5 separate regions of the Mus musculus genome follow, and regions 1, 2, 3 and 4 are each linked to region 5. A link is a contact called in public HiChIP or PLAC-seq data. All regions are on one chromosome and are shown on one strand. Each heading gives the region's core, a stretch centred on a gene start, on an enhancer-like site or on the middle of the called end of the contact. The rest is flanking DNA. Distances are from core to core; before and after follow the strand shown. Region 1 overlaps F630040K05Rik (RIKEN cDNA F630040K05 gene). Region 2 has its middle 3.7 kb from the start of Gm46607. Region 3 overlaps Gm35456 (a long non-coding RNA gene). Region 4 holds the start of Slc29a1 (solute carrier family 29 (nucleoside transporters), member 1). Region 5 has its middle 36 kb from the start of Mrps18a.

Region 1 (3,763 bases), core at 300-2,799, 310 kb after region 5:
AAAAGAGAGAGAAAGGAGGGGGAGACAAGGGGAAGACAAGATTGGAGGGAGGGACCTATTGGGTCTTCTTCATCTCTGCCCCATTGCCAGGCTTAGGAGGACACAGAGTAGATGTGACATGCTAGGGAAGAAAGTTGAAATGGACTTCTTGACATCAAACCAGGCCTCCTGGGACTAGAAAGATGGCTCAGCAGTTAAGAGTGCTAACTTCTCAGACCTGAGTTCAAGTCCCAGCAAGCACATGGTGGCTCACAACCATCTGTAATGGGATCCAATGCCCTCTTCTGGTGTGTCTGAAGATAGTGACAGTGTACTCACATACATAAAATAAATAAATCTTTAAAAAAAACATGAAGAAGAGGAGGAGGAAGGAGGGGGAGGAGGGAGGAGGAAGAAGGAGGGGTAGAGGGAGGAAGGAGAAGGAGGAGGAGGAGGAGGAGGAGGAGGAGGAGAAGGAGAAGGAGAAGGAGAAGGAGAAGGAGAAGGAGAAGGAGAAGGAGAAGGAGAAGGAGAAGGAGAAGGAGAAGGAGAAGGAGAAGAAGAAGAAGAAGAAGAAGAAGAAGAAGAAGAAGAAGAAGAAGAAGAAGCAGAAGCAGCAGCAGCAGCAGCAGCAGCCGTGCCAGGCTTCTTGCAGGACCTGAGCATTCATGACAAGGCTGTCATACATCTGCCTGCAGCTCCAGTGGAGGTGCTGGAGTCAGAGAGGTAGGCTATACAGAGGCAGCCAAGGCCATGAGGCACCCTCTGGGACATGTGGGTGGCTGAACCTCCCAGTTTGGCCTCATAGCACTGCCAGTGGGAGTCAAGATGGGGCTCGATTTTAGAGCACAGGTAGGATACAGGTCTTAGGAGCAGAGAACCAGAATGAGGGGGAGATGAAGGTCCCTGGAAGGCAAGAGAAGTCTCTACAAAGTCCCTAGCCCAGTGTGGGAGGCCCGAACCTGATCAGACCTATAGCTTCAGGAAGGTGTGTGAGTTTACATGAATGAACCCTTCTAGCCTCAAACAAAAGCCTGAGGCCACAGCCCAGTGGACAGAACATCCACTTCCTTCCTGGGGCAGCTGGGAGCTACAAGGCACTGGAGAGAGGCCGGCCATATGGGGTGCCCTGGGAGTGGCTACTGTAGCCACGGGGGGGGGGGGGGGGGGGGGGGACTGAAATGAGGAGCCTCCTCAATCACTGGTCTGAGATGAAGGCGGAGCCGTCCACCTGCCTGGCGGGATGGGACTTAGAGGTTGAAGAAGAAAGTCAAAAGGCAGAGGCTTCTGGGTTTGGGGGTGGAGCTTAGAGCAGGGGATGAGCAGGTAATCGGACGGACAGCCCCTCCTCCAGCAACCTCCACCTCAGCCGCTCATACCTGGGGAAGTGACAAGTGTTTAACAACCACTCATACAGATTGAGGTCAAGTTCAAGGGTCAAACAAACAAGAATTCATTGACTCTCAGAAAGAAAAAAAACAGAAAACGAAAGCTATGACGTCAGTCCTATGGATATCCTAGTCACAGGTGGGAGGCACCAGAGAAGTTATCAGTACCAAGTGGCTCAATACCACGTGGCTGAACCAGGATTTGAACCTGGCATAATATTGCTCCCCCTGAGCCCTATTGCTATTGTGACTTCAAGACCTAGCTGGGACCAGAGAGAGTCGGGAACAAGAGTCTGAGATCAGGACTGACCTGCCTCTTTAGAAAGCCTTGGCCTTTCAAGCAGAGGTCATGGGGCCTCTCCCAGTGAGAGCCCTGGGCTGGGCAGGAAGCTGCTAATACAGTTGCTCTCCTTTGCTGAAGTTGGAGTTGGCTCAAGTCCAAGGGGTGTGCCTGTAATGACAAGGGCCTGGGCCAATAGCAGGGCCCCAGCCACCCCCACTCTGGCTTGCCAGTGAGAAAGAAAACCCCTCCTGGGTGTTTCTATTCTCTGAGAAGAAAGTGAGGCGGGAAGAAAAGCTGGCAGGAAACACACTGATGTTGCTACTTCATTGAATAAACCAATCCAGTCCTGCGGTTCCCTCCCGCTGTCCCCTCAAGGGAAATCCAGGCCAGGCCTGAGGCTGGGAACAGTAAAAACTGTCCAAAGGACCTCCCAGTCTCCAGCTTCCCAGTGGAGCCTCAGCGATGACGGGGTCCATTCTCCTGGAATCAGCGGCAGCCCTCCTCAGCTCTGCTCCACTCTCCACGGTCAAGTTGGGGCACTCTGGACACTCCCACAGCTCGATGAGAAGGAGGTCCCCCCAAAATGCATGGCTGTTATCTTGCACTCCTAATCCAGGTCATGGATTCGAGCCATGGGAATGGGGAACTTCAGTTTACAAGATCTGTCCTAAGAAGTACTGGCATGTGACCTCCTCCCCAAAAAAGGAGCATGTGCCTTTCAAAACGGGCAGGGGGGGGGTTGAGGGGGCAGATTTGACTCCTCATTACCCCACCCCCTCAAACACTCACATGGGCTCATATGCACCTTGGTATACACCCTTACACTCATTCACTCACATGAGCTGTTGTGCATATATTCTCACACCTACACAACCTATACCTACACACACACACACACACACACTCATGTAGACTCACTTTACATTCATGCATATACACAGACTCGTAGACACAACCATGCACACACAAACACATGCTCACGTGCACTTTCTATGCACATCAAGACACACTCAGGTACATAGATAGGCACATACGTACTACATATGTTTTACATGTACACATCCACATTGTGCCTGAGCCTCTTTCAGCACACCTACCCCACAGGGGCCAGGGAGCGGTTAGAAGCATGGGAATTCGAAAGTATCTGGGTGGATAGGCTGGGTGGTGGCTGCCAAGGGGCAGGCAGAGCCTGGGATCAGGCTGGGAGCCCAGGAACAGGGGTGGCAATGTGGGCTGCCATGCAGAGGCAGGAATATGAATGAAAAATGCCCTGCTCCTGCCCCTTGGCTAGCCTGGTCAGGCCAGCCTTCATGGCTGTTCTGTCTCAGGCACTTCAGGCAAGGTTCCCAGGACTGCCTGAACTCAAGCCCTGCCAACCAGCATTCTAGCCTTTCTACCTTCCCCCACCCCTCAGGTAGAAGTGAGACGAAGGAAAGTCCCCAAACCTCTGGTGTCCGTCCCTCCATCTAACAGGACAAAGCTGACCCCCAAAGCCAGGCTCCCTCAGTCGCCCCCACCCTCTGCAGGTTGCTTGGTCAGTACAGGGCTCAGCCTACCTGTCCTTCAGCTATGACACCAGCTCTACCTATTCCTGGTGGCATCTGCCCTTCTCATGCACTGAGCTCAGTTTAAGGCAGGCTGTTTCCCTCTCTAGGCCTTCAAAAAAGACAATGGGAACCACGAGTTCTTTTACTCTTGAAGGACCAATGAGGGCTGGTGATGGAGCTCAGTTGCCTGATAGCATGCTTTGTTAGCATGCACAAAAGCCTTGGGTTCAATTCCCAGTAATACATATGCACTGGTCATGGCGGTACACACTTGTAATCCCAGCACTGGGGAGGTGACACAGAAAAATTAGAAATCCAAGGATAGCCCCAGCTTCAAGGAGGCTAGCCTGGACTACATAAGGCCATATTTCATGAACAGAAAAAAAAAGACAAATGAACGGCACATGAACACACATATGAGAGTGTATGCATTCTTGTGACTGTTCATGCACGCACGAGCACTCTCGCGCGCACAGAGCAGGGCCACCCCACATGGCTATGACCCCTGAACTTAGAAAGAAGACCAGCCATTCCTCTCGGGAACTTGAAGCACACACACCCCCTAC
Region 2 (3,531 bases), core at 442-2,941, 290 kb after region 5:
CAGGCTCAGCAAATGTCCCAAGTTCACGTCTACATTCAACTCACACTTATAGCCAGTGGCGATAGCTCTCCAGTATTTACACAATGCACATAGCCGAGAACCAGAGGACAGGAGACACTGTCTGAAGATAGACAGCGGTAGGTACTATGGAGTGAACCAGAAATGGAACGTGAAAGGTTGCTAGGCAGGAGGTTCAGAGAAGTCCCTGCTCAAGGACAAATGACAGGACAAAGGAGCCCCACTTGTAGATGTCTGGGTGAATTGTCCAGGCAAAGGGGACAACTGGTACAGGTGTTCATCACGGTCTCTCACCTGGAACACCCAAGAAACAAGAAGGTTCAAGGGGCAAGCTGGACAACGAACCAAGGAGTAGGATGGGGAGGTCAGAGGAGCAATAGGGGTTGGTTAGGTAGGGTTTCATGAACAGCCATGTGCTGGCTTTTTTTTTCCTGGAGGAGATGAGGGTCTCTATCTGAGCTAAGCATGGCATGGTCTGGAGTACAGTTGAGCAAAATCTCTGGCTACTGAGGATGAGGGGAAGCTGAGCAAGGCGGGGATGGTTCCGAGCCACTGTCAGATCCAGCTGAGATGGGATGCAGGCCTGATCACATGGCGATGGTGACCCTCGAGGGCTGTGGATGCATTCTGAAGGCAGAAGCAGTCAGATTCACTCACCATCTGCACTGTGCTGTAGAAAAAGAGAAGGAAGCCCAGGTTAGACTAGGAATGTGGCTCAGGTGCAAAGCACTTGACAGACATGGACAAGACTGAGTTCAGTGCCTGGGTCGGAGGAGGAGGAGAAGGAGGAGGAGGAGGAGGAGGAGGAGGAGGAGGGAAGGAAGGAAGGAAGGAAGGAAGGAAGGAAGGAAGGAAGGAAGGAAGGAACTGAGCTGGGGAAGAAAGCGTGGAGAATCATGTCCTATAGGCCAAAATAAGACAACACAGAAGACTTCTCTGGAAACAGGCACGAATGCTTTCAAAAAGTGAATGTCTTTCAACTAAAACATTGCATTTCAAGAATGTGTTCTGAGTAAATATGTCTGACAGTGCATTCAGTTTCACTGCCAAGCAGGGAGGGGGTTGTGTGGGTGTGCAGGGAGAGCGGTTCTTGACTATGTGGACATAATACCAAAACCAGGAAACACTTCTGCAATCAGGTAATCACCAAAATTTGAATACTCCATGACCCTCGGACAGATTTGTTGGTGCATCTTATTAAGTACAAGCCAGCAGGTCATAAATCGTGATCATCAACAAGGCACTGCGTTAGTCAAGAACATGGAGACCACTTCAGGTGCTCTGCTCTGCTTAAACACAGGGGATTCTATATTTACAACGCTGGGAAGGGATGGCTCAGCTTTCCTGTTAGGTCTTAGGAAGTCAGGAAGTGGCTGAAACCACAAGACACCTGAGCCTCCAGGATCAAAGCAACGCAAAAGCCTAAATCCTGTATCTGCCAAAGCCCACGCATCTGCCCTCAGACGGTGAGCAACACTGGAGCTTCTTTTCCATTCACCGAAGCCTGTGGCGGTGTCGCTCTTTGGCACCCAGGGGATTCTGAGGACTCTCGTTCTCTGGCTTCTGGCCCCTCCTGGGCAGAAAAGGGAGGGAAATATCCTGAGCTGCCAGCAGACAGTACTGCATACGTTCATAAGTATGGCTTTACAAAGATAACATGCCAAAGATACGGCTGATAGAATAAACACTGTGGTGAGCCACACCCCCTAATGCCCGGAACTTATGACTGTTGTGTCACCAGGCCAAGGGGACTTCACAGACATGATTAAGTCTATAGATCTTGAAATCAGGAGAACCTCACGAGTCCTTAAAAGCAGAGACTGTTCCCTCTGGCTTCCCCTTTGCCAGATCGCCGCCTTCTGCAAACCTGCTTCTAGCAAGGTTTAGAAAAGGATTCTCCAAGCCCAGGGATCCCCAGATCTAGGATGGGAGGTGTCGTTTTCTCTAAGCAACACCAAGTTGTTGATCCAAAGGGGAAATGGCATCCTTTCTCAAAAGAGTAGTCATCCTGCTCTCTTGGCTCCGTCTCCCTCAGCACATCTGGGATGTGTTTTCTAGAAGCTTCCCCCTGGAGGCTTGGGCCTGGTACAGAAATTGAGGAGACTGGAAATGAGTGAGGCTCATGCCAGGACCCACCAACAGCACCTACTTTCCACAGGAAGCCACATCAGTAGAGATGCCGCCATGATTTTGCAAGAGAGTTCCAGGGAAAGCCCTCTTGGGTTTTGGCTGGTGGAAGCAACTCAACTGCCCCAGGCGCCTCACGCTACCTAGCATCCTGCCTGCCTTTGCTCCCTGTCCAAGACCAACCTTCAGCATCTATCTTGCCTTTCATTCCAAGGTCCCCCACTGACTATCGCACCCGACTCCTTCAAGCGAGGCCATCCTGGCTCTTCTGCCTTGAGCCTCGTTTAGTAACAGAGAACCTCCTCATGTGACCACCTCCTCTCTGTATTCCCAGGTTCCTGTGTCTGGAAAACAGAGCCAGTCCAGGTGTCCCTTCTGAAACATACCAGAAGCTCATAAGAACTCCTCAATGCTCCCGGCATGGTAGCCGTCTAGTCTCCTCTGGCCTTTCTGGCTAGACACAGTCAACCATGCTCTTCCTCATTCTGCCTAGAGTCCCAGCACTGTGCTTATATCTATGTTCGAGTGTGTGTGTATGTGTGTGTGTGTGTTGTGCATGCATGTACATGTGGGTACATTCACCCATACATACACATATGTAGGCCAGAGTTCAGCATCTGACGTCTTCTTCAGTCGATCTTCACCTTAGTTTTTGAGACAGGTTCTCTCACTGAACCTGGAGCTCAATGTTTCCGACCAGACTGGCTGGCCAGTGAGCTTCTCCCAGCCCCACCCACCTGGGATCCTCAGGTCTCCACCTGCCTTCTAGCACTGAAATTACAGATGTGTGCCACGGTGCCTGAGTTTTACGTGTGTGCCTGAGATCCGAACCCGGGTCCTTTTGCTTGCACAGACAAGCACTTTACTCACTGAGCTAAAGTTCTAGTTCCCCGCTCCCCTCCCCATTTGTATGTTCTTAATCTTTGCTCGAGAGAAGAAAAGGAAGATGTCTGTCTCCTACCAGTGATAGAAACGAAGCCATAGGGTCACCTCCCCTTCTCTTAAAAGACCATGTGAACGGAGGGCCTGGGAGGGCTTGCTTCTTTCATGGTCCTGACAAGTGAAGGTTCTTTCCTTAGCCACCTGGCCCCATCCCATCACCCACACAGGTGCCTACAGCTCCTCCAACTCTGCAAGACTCTGCACTGGAAAATCACCCAACCTTTTCACCACCCCCAAAAGTCCTGGGCACAGAAATGGCTCCCTGAGGGTAGTGATGGCATCTGTACCTGCCCAGGGGATTCCATAAACGCTTTAGGAAACTGGAAAGGTAGGATGGGGTCACCTGACTTTGGGAAAAGAATGCCTCCGAGGAACCTGGAGGAAGAGGCTGGTGAGGGCTCCGCTACTCGCAAGCACCTGTATGGAGGAGTAGGTGAGGTCGGC
Region 3 (3,778 bases), core at 189-2,688, 370 kb after region 5:
TTGTCTCATTTTGAAATGGGGTTTTGCCTCAAACTCCCGACCTTCCTGCCTCTACCTCTCACACTGTGGGATTATAGGCATATGACACTTGGGCTAACTCTCAAAGCATGTTCCAGCAAATTCTTCAGCATCAGAGGTGAAAGAGCCCTAGGGGTCCCCTGACTCAGGGAGAAAGCAAGCCAGGCTAAGGATCTGAAGACCTTGATATGTCCCAAAACTGCCATTTTCCTTTTTCCTTCTTCCTTCTTTCTTTCTTTCTTTCTTTCTCTCTTTCTTTTTTTTTTCTTTCTGTCTCTGTCTCTCTTTCACTCTCTCTCCTTCCTTCCTGATTTATTTATTTATTTATTTTATGTATGTGAGTACACTGTAGCTGTCTTCAGACACACCAGAAGAGGGCATCAGATCCCATTACAGATGATTGTGAGCCATCATGTGGTTGCTGGGAATTGAACTCAGGACCTCTGGAAGAGCAAGTTGGCCGTACTATCAACTGCTGAGCCATCTCTCCAGCTCCAAAGCTGCTATTTTCATACATAATGTTTGGGAACTTTCTCTCTCTCTCTCTCTCTCTCTCTCTCTCTCTCTCTCTCTCTCTCTCTTTCTCTCTTTCACACACACACACTTTTCCTACATGTGTTGTGCATGTGTTTGGCCACATGTCTGTGGGGACATGTACATGTGAAGGTCATGAGCTCTTCCACCTGATTCATGGAGGCAGGGGTGCTCAATCAAACCCAGAGCTACATGATATGGCCAGTCTGTATCTACCTTCCTAAGCTGGAGTAACAGGCAGGCTCCCATGCCCACCCAGCATGTCATGGGTGCTGGGTATCTGGCCTCAGGCTTGCATGCCACATGCTTAACTACTGAGCCATCTCTCCAATCCCTCAGGAAGTTCTTTAGCCCTCACATCTCCATGGTCATAGGGAAGGCTGGTAAGTTTACTTCAGCCTGGCTCTGAAATAAACCATCCTTAAGCCTTATGTCAGCTGACTACAATGAAGCCTTGACCTAGGAGAAAGACTCCCTCTGCATCTCTGAGCATTAGATTTTTAAATCTAACCCTTTTAAGGGAGAAAAAAAAAAAAAGGTAGGGTCTCATGTAGCCCAGGGTGACTTCAAACTTAGCCGAGGATGACCTTAAACTCGTGATCGATCCTCTTACCTCTGCCTCCTGAGCACCGGGGTTAGAGGCATGCACCCACACTTGTGTGGAATAGCACTGGGGATCAAGCCCAGGCCTCCATGCACGCTGGGCAAGCACTCTGCCAACTCGTCTCCATCCCGAGCACAGAACCTTGAAATGGAAACCTCCAAATCCTCACAGCCTAACAGCAATTCCGTGACCGAGGTCTTCAATGTCCCTATAGGCTCGCGTGGAAGAGCTCGGTCCCCTGTTGGCCCTGTGTGGGAGGGCCTAGTGTAAGGAAGTTAGGCCCTGGCAGCTTGTGGTTGAAAGTGACAATGGGAGGTTAACACTTTCCTCTCTCTGCTCTGCAGGCCCTGGGATGGGAGGAGCCTTCTCCATGCTGTGCCTCATCATAGGCCTCAGAGCAATGGAACAGCTGACCGTGGCCTGAAACCACAAACCAGAGGAGGTCTTCCCTGCTTTAAAGTCGCTTCTCTTGGGTGGTTTGTCAGGGAAGGGGTCTCCCTAAGGACCCCTGGCTTCCAGCACTTGTAACTCCAGCTCTAGGAGATCAGACACCTCTTCTGGCCTCTAAGAAACATAAAATAAAAATAAATATTTCAAACCCAGAAACATATGACGCTTTGGAGAGAATGGGGGCTAAAATTAGTTTGTATCTCTGACAAAAATGAACATATTCACACACAAAGTCTCTGAAAAAGATTAAATACAAAGGGTGCCCATGGGCTGGGAGGTGTGCAGCAAAGGTTGTTTGGGATCATTGGGAAACCACAAGACTATCTATAATTACAGGGACCTGTCCCGGAAAAAGAGGCCCTACAAAGAACCCTAAAACCTCAATTTAAGCATTCTTCTCTCACCACACCCTTGAACCAGGGCTGGCAGCAAACTCAGTTAGTGTTTCTTATGAACGGAACACTGGGAAGATTTATGGACACACAGAGCTCACTCCTTGGCTCCGACATGCCCACCCCTTTCCGGACATCAGCTGAGGCTAGCCAGGAAGGCACTGAATTAACCCAGAAAGGGCAGTACAGTCTACTCCCAGCTCTGAAAATCCACCAGAGGCTAGGTGTGGCAGCCAGTGCTAAGGCTAGCATCTGGGAGAGAAGGGCCAGCCTTGGCTTCCTAGGCCAAGCAGCTCTGGGAAAGCAAGGTAAAATCAATAGGAATCTGGCAGGTGGAATGGGCAGGGCCCAGGTAACAAACGGCCATCTGGCCCCTCCTTCCTGGGTGAGCAAGGGTTGCCTCCCTCTGTTTGGCATGTAAATATTGGGCCTCAAGCACTTGGCCACTCCAGGTTTCATAATACCCGAGGGTATCCCAATTATGCAAGAGCTCTTTTCAAATTCTCAAAGTCAGTGTTTCCTCTTCAAAAAGCCATCCAAGAAGACAGACGGCCTGTCAGACTGTCAAGCAAATGGCAAGAGGTCATCACAACCCTGAACGGGTGAAGCAAGCCCATAATCCCTTTCATCTGCAGGAAAGGCAGAGGAAGCGACTCAAATTTGGTAAAACCGTTTAGCAAAAATACGTCGCAAAGGCTGAGAACGAACCAATGGTCCACAGCCAAACGGGTGGGAGAGAAGGAAACAGAACACCAGTTCTTTCTTGGTTGAAGAGCGAATTACAGAGTTAGGGAAAGGAAAGAGGCTGTGGGATGGATGTACAGATGGGATGCACAGACGTACGGATGCGAGTATCACTCCAGCTGTGCACTGGACTCCAGAGTAATGCAATTTCCATCTTTTCTCAGCCTGCGCCAGGCCTAGCACCACGTGCCACATAGCCATAACCCCAGTATGCGGGAGGCCGAGGCAGGTGTGCAAGTATGAACGAGGTCAGCCCGGTCTACACAGAAAGCTCCAAAGCCAGCTTGCACTACAGCAGGAGACACTCTAGGGTTCTCTAAACAAGGACCACGAAGGAACATAGGAGGTGAAGAAAGCCAAGACCATGCTGGAGGCAGGGCTGATGGCATTGGGGATGTCAGAAAAGACCATCTGACGCTCCTGCCAGAGACAGACAGCCTCTAGGGATGCTTTGGCCAGGTCCCTATCTGTAGCCATGCACACATCCTTCTGAGTGGATGGGACAAGGACGCTTATAGTTAGTGTCAGCCTGGTTCTGCAAAGTGAAGCCGTTAACCAGACGCCCTGAGTACCAGGCCATCCAAGGATGAGCTGTGTCTCCCCTTCAGCCTGAGCCTGTGGCTTGCCGAGAGACACACAGCGAGCCAGTGACCGGTTCCCAACTGCAGATGCTGAGCTAGGAACCTTTCCCACCCGCAGTCCTTCTGTAGCAATGTGGCAGAGTCACACCGTGGGTGGGCAGGACACCAGCAAAGACAGTGCAAGGAAGTCCCTGGTAACTCTGGAAGACGAGTGAGGCCTACAACCCGACAGGGGTGGCTTTCTTAAGGGCACAGAAGGGGAACAAACAAAAGCAAGCTTACACTCCCAAGGAAACATAATCTGTGATTATAAATATTTCATGGGCAAAGAAAGTACCGGCTGTGGGCATGGTGGGGGTTGGGGGTAAGCTACAAATTAGATCTCCCTTTGCAAAGTGATAGGACGGCTGGAAGGGCAACCAGGCCGGGGCTATTCTGGGCAGTGTGCTCCAGGG
Region 4 (3,901 bases), core at 31-2,530, 480 kb after region 5:
ACCCAAGCCTGACTTCCTGCCCTCTGTTTGCTTAGTGCTAGTGGGGAGATGTGTCATCTCTGTGGGAGCAGGAAGGCTGTATACGCCCCCACCAGAGCAGCTTGAGAGAACCCACTGTCCTACAGAGTCAGCTACCTCCTAAGGGCTCAGTCGTCCTCTGGGGAGACTGAGTGCGTCTTTTCCCTACGATGTTAGCACTGGTAATTGTTAATTAGCTCCAATGGTTTCTCTGGAGCACAGGTTCCTTAGGGAGGTGGGGTGAGACAGGCAATCTGGATGGGATGTTCTTGCCTCAGGACCCTCCCCAACTTCTGGGATACATCAGTAGGGAGTGCTACTGTAGGGGGTCCCTCCTCCTTTGTACCCCAGCGGGGGGGGGGGGGGGAAGGAAGGAAGGGGAGGGGTATGAATGGTAAGAGGCTCAGCAAGGCTTCTAGCCCCGAGGGTTATCTTGGGATGGGACATGGGACAGTGAAATGCTGGCTAGGACAAAGATGTGCAGGATGTGAGGCCTTTCTTCCTGGCTCCCCTTTCTCCGGTCTCCAGCTGTGTTTCAGTTTTCTTAGAGGCCTCAGGGCTGTCCTCTTATGCCTTCATAAAGGAGCCTTCAAGGCAACATGGGGATGGGGGGGGGAGAGATGCTGTTTGTGTGGTGTGCGGCGAGTCTGAGGGCAGGAGAGAGAAAACAAAACACCTCCAGCGTCTGGGTTCCAGAACGCTCAAATCTGAGGTATCCCAGAAAGTCTTCTTGAAGGGAAAAGGAGGAGTGGAAAGGAAAAAGGATGTATTAGAAGGGTGTGTGTGTGTGTGTGTGTGTGAGGGGGTTGCTAGCAGTAAAACGGTGGAGTGTGAATAATGGCGTGGGCGGGGTTCGGAGAGGGATAACGGAACACCTGAGGTGGAGCGTGGCTTGTGGGGGCGTCTGGACCTGGGTGAGCAGAGGGCCTGTCTGTGCAAGAGTCCCGCCGTGGAATGTGTAGGAGTTAGGAGCGCAGGGCCAGCGCGGAAATTAGGGGTACGCAGTGGGGGGCCCGTGCCCCCCTCCCAGGCTCGCGTGTCCGGGTGACAGTTGGGAAGGGTCCAAAGACGTGCTCCGCCATCGAAGCCAGCAGCCCTGGCGGCCCTAGGCGTAGGGTCTCTGACTGGGAGCCGGTGAACTGTTGAGGGGGCGGCGAGGAGCCTGGGGGCGGGGCTGTCGCCGGGAGGAGGTGGCTCCCACGGGCCCGGGGCGGACCCAGCAGAGGGCGGGTTTGAAAGCGCTCGGGCGGGCGCGGGAAGCGCTGGCCAAGCGCGCAGATTTCGTCGCCGGAGGTGTCCTTCTCCAGCAGGTGCTCGTAGGGCTTGGGTGGGACATGTTGGGGACTCCGGGGTAGAGAGTGGAGTGTCCGGCTTGCCAGGAGGGAAAAGGAGGCCCGGTCTGCCAGCTCCGAGGCCGCGACAGGGACTTTGGGGTGCGGCCCCCACGCGGCGCGTGCAGAGCAGCGCCAGCACGTGGCGCGCATGGGCCTGGCTCTGGGTAGGGGGACTCTCCTTTTGTGGGGACCAGGGCGGAGCTGGGCCCAAGACAGCCTGGCTTCTGGGCCTGGAAGCGACTGTCGCTGTGTTGACTTCCGCAGAGGATCGGCGTGTGGGTAGTTCAATGCTACAGTCCTGTGTGAACTAGAGGGAGGGGTTGTGTTGCCTTCTGCCCCGAGGCAGGAGGATGGGGAATGCGGGAATACAAATGGACGTGAAGGGAGCTAGCTGGCCATTTACAGACTAAACTCCTGTTCCTGGCCTCCCTTTCCTGGGCGAGTCCTCATTTACTCTACGCGGAGAGTGAACGTGTGACAAGATAAAGGACTGACGCGCACACCCAGGCTTCCTTTGGATGAAGGCTCTCTCCACCCCTGCACCTTATACCCCATTCGGGTCCTCTTGCCAAGCCTGAGCCAACCCCCTCTTCTCCATTAACCCTCCTTCCGTCCTGTTCCTCTTGTCCTGCTTGTGTGACCTTTGCATACAATAATATATGCGTGGTGGAATGGTTGTGAGTTGTCATGACTCTGAAACTAATGTTATGTGAAAGAATGGCCTGAATCTCCCACTTGTTTTAACCCTTTAATTGGAGCACTGTTGCCTTCCTGGAAGCCTACACGAATAGCTGAGGAGCCTTGTTAATTTTGCCTTCCCCACTTGAGAAGGAATCTAGAATGATCGGTACATTGAGTATTGATGCTGTCACCCCCATTCACCAGCTCTGCGGGCTTTCTCAAGTGATGGAGCCTCTTTAAACCTCAATCGCCCTAACTGTTTAGTAGAAACGGGGCAGCTGGAAGAGGGGCATCCTCAGATTTCAAGAGAAGATTCCGATGTAGCAGAAACTAGGCTGAGAAACTGAGCTATGTGAGAGGACCCTTAGGACGCAGGAAGGCCTCAGATGGGCGATAGCTTTCAGGGCCTCTCCATCTCGGCAGGTCAAGGCATGGCTGAAATGATACCAGAGGCCCTGAACTGCTATCAGATCTCTACTGGGACAAAAGTAAAGAAAGCCCCTAAGCAGCAAATGGAATGTTTGGATGTGGGTGGAACCCGAGAGGTGGGAATTTCTGCAAGGGGAGAAGTGATGTGTGTGTGTGTGTGTGTGTGTGTGTGTGTGTGTGTGTGTGTGTATATGTATGTGTATACTTGTCCAAGCCTAAGCCAGTTTTATGATGGAAGAGTTAGCCTCCCTCTGGCTTGTGGCTGTATTCACTTTTGCTGGTGCATGGGAGAGGTGTGGGGTGCTCGGTGGAGAATTAGCTATGTTTTGATGGGGTCCCTTCCCTACTATCTAATAGAAACCTGAGTCCTCAGGCTCCCCGCAGCCGCAGCAGAACCCTCTTGTCCTAGATAAATAGCAGTGCTACTGTTTGCTGCTGCTCTGTCCCCAGTGCCTAGGAGGATGCCTGGCGGACCCACAGAGACCCTCAGCAAATAGTCCTTAACCAACAGCAGGAGCCTTCTGCCTCCTTCTGGAGGTGTGTGGCTTTGCTGTCCAGTACTGAGGGATTTGGCCCGTCTGGGTTTCACCCACAGCAGAATAGAAAAGCGGCTATAGGGCCTCAGGGTGACCAGCTGTGACGCCTGTCTGGGTGGGCGGGGACTGAAGTTCTAGCTGCACCTGAGAGCTGACCTGGCTGCCACAGGCTTAGATCCCCTGCTGAGCCGGTTGCTTGGGCTGCTGTCTTATCTCCCAGCTACAGGGTGGCCCTTTATCTCTCCCAGCTTCGCTGGTACTTTTAGCTTCTGCAGCTTCTTAGCTTGTGAGACCCCCGCTGAATGGGGGCCCCTTGAGGCCTGAGGGATTCTCTCCCGATAAGCCTTGGCCAACTTTTCCACTCTGGACCCTCACCTAGGACCCAACCTCCTGCCTGAGCCTGAGCCAGGACCCCTTCCTGGGGAACGCCCAGGTACCTTTGGCTCTCACCGTCCTGCCAACATCGAGTCTATAAATTTGGTGAGTGATGAGATGGGGATCTAGAGCAGCTTGCCCTAGACAAAGAAATAGCAGTCTGATGGGTGGGGTGTCCCTTGAATATGCTTCTTCCTTACAGGACTAGCCCACTGGTGCTGTTATCTCCTCTTTGAGAGTGAGGCACAGGGCAGCATGTCAAGGGTTTGGTTAGGAGCTCTGGGAGCACGATGCTAGCTTTCCAAATTTCCCTTCAAAGCCACTGTCAGACACGGGAAGAGGATAGTTAGTGGCCTTGGACTGAGAAAGGAACTGGGGGTGGGGGGGGGAAGAAAGGAACATTCTGGAACTGGAGGTCAAGGAAAGGAACTTGCTGTGGAGAAGTCTGTGTCCCTCCCACAGTTATGAAATATATTCCTGGAGAACTCAGGAAGCCCCTAGGCAGCAGCTGGAAAGGCGTAGAGGCTG
Region 5 (4,027 bases), core at 1,387-3,886:
AGATAGAAGGGGCACTGTGGAGGAGGCATGGAGGAGTGACAGGGACTGGGAGAGGGACCTTTGAAAAGGAACCAAGGCAGTATATCCTGAAGGAAGGGGTGGCCAGCGATGTCGATTTGTATTTTAAAAATGTCCAACATGTCTATATAAACCCAGGAACTGAAACCAGGGAGACAGAGCCGTTAGCAATGATTTACACTGGGGCTTTGGGGGCGGCTTTGAAAGATCTTAGTTTCAAAGAACAGGGACTCAACTCATATGTGGTGGAGACAACAATAGGGGCCAGTGTGTGTGTGTGTGTGTGTGTGTGTGTGTGTGTGTGTGTGTGTGTATGTATTTATTGGTTTCTGCCACTGAGAAGTTCAGGGGTGGGTCTGTCTTTGGCACAGCCTGGACAATATGTCGTCAGGACTTTGGCCTCTGTTGTCCTGTGTGGACTTCCTTCTTTGGCATAATGTCCCCCAGGCAAAGCTCCTAACAGTTACACACACACACACACACACACACACACACACACACACACCTATTCAGCAGCTTTAGAATGGAAAGCTAGTCTTTGTTCCCAGTGGCTTCAGGAAAATCCTGGGACTGCCTTTGATTGGCCAGGGTTGGTCATATGTCCTTTCTGAGCCAGTCACTGTGGTCAAAATGTGCTGGCACTTGAATGGCCAGGTGTAAATCCTATGTCGTGTTATCCCCCTCCCACTCCACCCCCCCACCCCCCAAGGCAGAGTCAGCTCCAGCTAAGCTGCTTTTATTGAGGAGGGCGAGTCCCAGGCACAAAAATGAAATCTGTAGGTTTCCAAGAAAGAGTTCAATGACAATCACATGTAGATGACAGGGCCATTTCTGAAGGGCATGGGCAAGGCCTACTGAGTCACCCTTTCCCAAAGCGGTGAGCATGGGGCAGATAAGACTGTACTTTGAATACTAGAGGTGCCCTTGGGACAAGCTAGTGGGAAATTGGCATAGTTGGTGGTGGCTTAGTAGTTTCCAAGCCGAGACTTGCCATTTGCTTTATTACTTAATTTTTGAAAAAAAAAAAAAAAGTATGTGCCTCAGTTTCCCTCCTGAGAACTGGGCTGATATAGGGATGGTGTTTATTTCTTAGGGATCATCTACCATAAGGGGTTGGCTCCCTTCCTGGGAAAGTCGAGGAAGGTTTGCTATTAGTGTGGTGGCCTTGATCTTCCAGGGTTGACTGCCCTTGAGTCCTGTGTAGTTACATCCCCAGGACTGGCCCCAGAACTCAGTAACATGTTGCCTATAGGCAATATTCTGCCTATAGGGATGGAAGGAAGAAGGGAGACCCTGTTAGTGGGGTGTGGTCATGGGGGAATCCTGACGGGGCTGGGTCAAAGCTAATGCGGAGCATGACAGAAAGGCAGATAGATGGTGGAGAGGGGACAGGAGGGCCTGGCCTTCTCGCCAGATGGCTGATTTGCCTAGAGCCAGCAGGGGTCACTGCAGATCTAAGTAACTTTAGCAAGGTAGTGGGCCTCTTGCATCATTACCTGTCTGCATAGCCAGGGTGCAGGACCAGTTCTGGACAGGTGCTTGAGGTTTGCCTCATGTAGTTGAAAGTGACTATCTTGGTCATCTGGCCCTGATGTCCTTGTAGGCCTCCACAGCTGCCTGAGCTCATGGCCTACTGAGCCCAGCTTCCAGCAGGACCTGGAAAGTCTCTAGGGATGCCTTCTATAGAAGCCACCTGGGCCCAAGGCATCTCTCTTCTTGTTCTGGCTCAGCAGGTTGGTAACCAAGGATAGGAAACGTGTAAACCTCATTTTATCAAGGTCCCCTGAGTTTATCTGCACCTGTGTTGCCACAAATGCTTAGCGAAACACCAGTTTACAGTCCTATCTGGGTTAGAGGGCATGTGGGTCCTAGGGAGGTTCATGTCTCAACTGCACCCCTCCCCCACTTACTATAAAGTAGAGTGAAACATGTTTCCTCTAAGATAATGCAAAGAACAAGTGCACAGAGAATGATGTAATTGTATTCTAATAAAAATTATTATTTAAAAAAGTGCACAGAAGAAAATTTCCTTCCCTAAGCTTGACAGAGGGGCTCAGTTCTTCTGGAAGAGTTCCAACAGAAAAGGCCCCCTTAGGACAGGTGGGATGGCTCAGAGGGCAAAGGTGCTTCATGCCAGGTCTGACCAACTGAAGTGCAAGACCCAGAACACACATGATGGGAGAACTGACCAGATTAAAACTAATGTGTGTAATAAAATAAGAAAAGCTCATTTAGAAGTCCTCTCATCTAACGCCCCGTCTCTGCTTTCATTAAAAAAGAAAGGTTGGTAGGGGTTTGAGGAAACTAACTCGCACTGAGGGTGGGGACATCTGGACCGTCGTGGTAGAAGGAAGGAAGCAGGCTCCCAAATGTGAGCTCCTGAGGTTCCATAGCAAGCAAGGCACTGGGAGAGCTCCCAGCCCCTGGCTCCCAGCCAGGAGTCTTCACCCCACCCCACCCTACCCCACCTCCCTCCCCCAAACACACACTCTCTACCCGTCCATCCTCCGGGTCTGGATGCCAAAAGTCTGGAATAGAGCCTGTGCCCTATACACACAAGGCTGCGGTTTCCTCTGTGTGACCCGCAGGCTACCCGGAGGGTGTGGGTGTCGAGCGCGCGCACCAAGGTTGTGTAACAAGCTCCCGGCTTGTGTGCACGCGCTGTGTAACCTGATGCAACAGGGAAGTTTGCGGTCCCGTGAGCTGGGGTGTGGGCGCTTGGCTGGTGGCCAAACCACAAGGACTATTTGACTTACGGCTGTGGAGGAGGCTGCGTTTGGGGGTCGTGGGGCTGTCTACGTCAGGGCTTGTCTGGCTTGCATTGCCCACATCCTGGTCCTTGTGGGCACAGGACTGGGAATGGGGCTGCCTGGTCAGGTGGTGTTGGGGAGAGACTAGTAGACAAGGAATGGTCCCATGTTAGCATGCTGTTGTGACGGGTGGAGAACCGGCTGACTTCCGCCCTGCCCTCGGTGTTTTCCAAGAGCTAACTCTCCTGCCAGTTCCACCTATCTGTCCTGCAGACCTGCACCTCTTACCTCAGATTCAAGTCTTTCTTCTATGCAGCAGTATCTGTCTTTCCTTCCTCTAGCCACTGGAGACCTACATCCCTGTCTCTGTGGACTAGGCTTTCCCCGCACACCTATGTGTGAAGCAGAATGAGGGGAAAGGTTAAAGGGCAAACGCTAATGTTGCCCGTCCAGTTTCTCTAACCCTGTCAGCTCACTACCATTTTGAGCCAAGTGCCTAAGAATGATGTAGGTTCTTCTTGCCTCCCTGGACCCATCTGGAAGGGGGAGTCTTTGCCCTCCCTCCATGGGGCTGACAAAAGGGTCGCTCAGGGACATGGAACTAAAGGGTCCAGGAAGGGATTTGAATGGGAGTTGCCCTTGCTTTTTTTGTCCCCTACCTATACCATCTCACAGATGCCACAGGCACTTCGGAGAGCAAGGGCCCTGGAAGACATGACTAAGAAAGGCATGGCACTGTCTTGCCCGCCCTGGTGAGGGGTGGGTCCACGGCCACGAGTGTATCTTTGATGAAGAGAGATGGGGTTTACGTTTTTATATTCTATTTATTTTTTATTTATTTGCCGCGCGCGCGTGTGTGTGTGTGTGTGTGTGTGTGTGTATGATGCGTGTGGTGCATACATCCCACAGCATGAAACTCAGAGGACCTCCTGCCTCCATCTCTCAACTTCTGAGATTACATACGTTGTGGTCCACCATGCCTGGTTTATATGTTGGCGATCGAACCCAGGGCTTTCTGACTGCCAGGGAAGAGCTCAACCCACTGAGCTCCATCCTCAGACCATGGTCTGGTTCTGTTTGTTTGTTTTTGTTTTTACCTTTACCCACCTATGCTATCCCTTAGAGAGATACTTTCCTTGTGGGCGGCCAGTGGGTACCAGAGAAGCAGGGCTAGATAAAGTGGGGAGGGAATCTGTGTCCAACCCCTCTTTTTTCTCTGGCTGAGTGGCACCTGGCACTGTGACGCTCCTCTCCGTGCT

What was found. HiChIP or PLAC-seq counts read pairs in DNA pulled down with a chosen protein or histone mark.
Region 1: an HNF4G HiChIP or PLAC-seq map of pancreatic cancer cells shows a contact between it and region 5. The contact joins two enhancer-like sites. A contact is called at or near these places in 1 of 15 datasets of contacts at CTCF or cohesin (the NIH/3T3 cell line), 1 of 484 Hi-C or Micro-C datasets (bone marrow-derived macrophages) and 15 of 115 datasets of contacts at active chromatin or transcription factors (bone marrow-derived macrophages, craniofacial prominence, double positive thymocytes and 9 more).
Region 2: a contact with region 5 is called in a FOXA1 HiChIP or PLAC-seq map of pancreatic cancer cells. The contact joins two enhancer-like sites. A contact is called at or near these places in 1 of 15 datasets of contacts at CTCF or cohesin (the NIH/3T3 cell line), 1 of 484 Hi-C or Micro-C datasets (bone marrow-derived macrophages), 6 of 115 datasets of contacts at active chromatin or transcription factors (craniofacial prominence, embryonic hindbrain, embryonic stem cells and 2 more) and 1 of 9 other capture datasets (embryonic stem cells).
Region 3: an H3K4me3 HiChIP or PLAC-seq map of bone marrow-derived macrophages shows a contact between it and region 5, with 4 times the contacts expected there. The contact joins two enhancer-like sites. A contact is called at or near these places in 1 of 15 datasets of contacts at CTCF or cohesin (the NIH/3T3 cell line), 1 of 484 Hi-C or Micro-C datasets (bone marrow-derived macrophages), 7 of 115 datasets of contacts at active chromatin or transcription factors (bone marrow-derived macrophages, double positive thymocytes, embryonic basal ganglia and 3 more) and 2 of 9 other capture datasets (adipose tissue and liver).
Region 4: a FOXA1 HiChIP or PLAC-seq map of pancreatic cancer cells shows a contact between it and region 5. The contact joins the promoter of Slc29a1 here to the enhancer-like site in region 5. A contact is called at or near these places in 10 of 39 promoter capture datasets (the 3T3-L1 cell line, the C10 cell line, the HPC-7 cell line and 5 more), 4 of 115 datasets of contacts at active chromatin or transcription factors (bone marrow-derived macrophages, memory CD8 T cells, pancreatic cancer cells and 1 more) and 4 of 9 other capture datasets (adipose tissue, liver, macrophages and 1 more).

What each region holds. Positions count from the first base shown.
Region 1 is chr17:45,765,222-45,768,984 of GRCm38.p6, reverse strand. The region is part of intron 2 of F630040K05Rik (RIKEN cDNA F630040K05 gene); the gene reads right to left. Among named protein-coding and RNA genes, the nearest start is that of Gm46607, 22 kb to the left of the region's middle. Within about 2 kb of position 1,549, at least 230 of the 459 cell types and tissues checked have an H3K27ac peak or open chromatin away from gene starts, as enhancers often do. A contact at or near this core is called in the NIH/3T3 cell line, bone marrow-derived macrophages, craniofacial prominence and 3 more, where this site is marked.
Region 2 is chr17:45,783,266-45,786,796 of GRCm38.p6, reverse strand. No RefSeq gene overlaps it. Among named protein-coding and RNA genes, the nearest start is that of Gm46607, 3.7 kb to the left of the region's middle. Within about 2 kb of position 1,691, at least 20 of the 459 cell types and tissues checked have an H3K27ac peak or open chromatin away from gene starts, as enhancers often do. A contact at or near this core is called in pancreatic cancer cells, where this site is marked.
Region 3 is chr17:45,701,096-45,704,873 of GRCm38.p6, reverse strand. It overlaps Gm35456 (a long non-coding RNA gene), which reads left to right. Exons shown (of 7, transcript XR_385596.4): 7 at 1,501-1,746. Among named protein-coding and RNA genes, the nearest start is that of Mrpl14, 17 kb to the right of the region's middle. Within about 2 kb of position 1,438, at least 90 of the 459 cell types and tissues checked have an H3K27ac peak or open chromatin away from gene starts, as enhancers often do. A contact at or near this core is called in bone marrow-derived macrophages and liver, where this site is marked.
Region 4 is chr17:45,592,909-45,596,809 of GRCm38.p6, reverse strand. Slc29a1 (solute carrier family 29 (nucleoside transporters), member 1) reads left to right here and starts at 1,280. Exons shown (of 14, transcript NM_001357771.2): 1 at 1,280-1,328; 2 at 3,378-3,478.
Region 5 is chr17:46,072,745-46,076,771 of GRCm38.p6, reverse strand. No RefSeq gene overlaps it. Among named protein-coding and RNA genes, the nearest start is that of Mrps18a, 36 kb to the left of the region's middle. Within about 2 kb of position 2,636, at least 230 of the 459 cell types and tissues checked have an H3K27ac peak or open chromatin away from gene starts, as enhancers often do. A contact at or near this core is called in the HPC-7 cell line, the NIH/3T3 cell line, adipose tissue and 10 more, where this site is marked.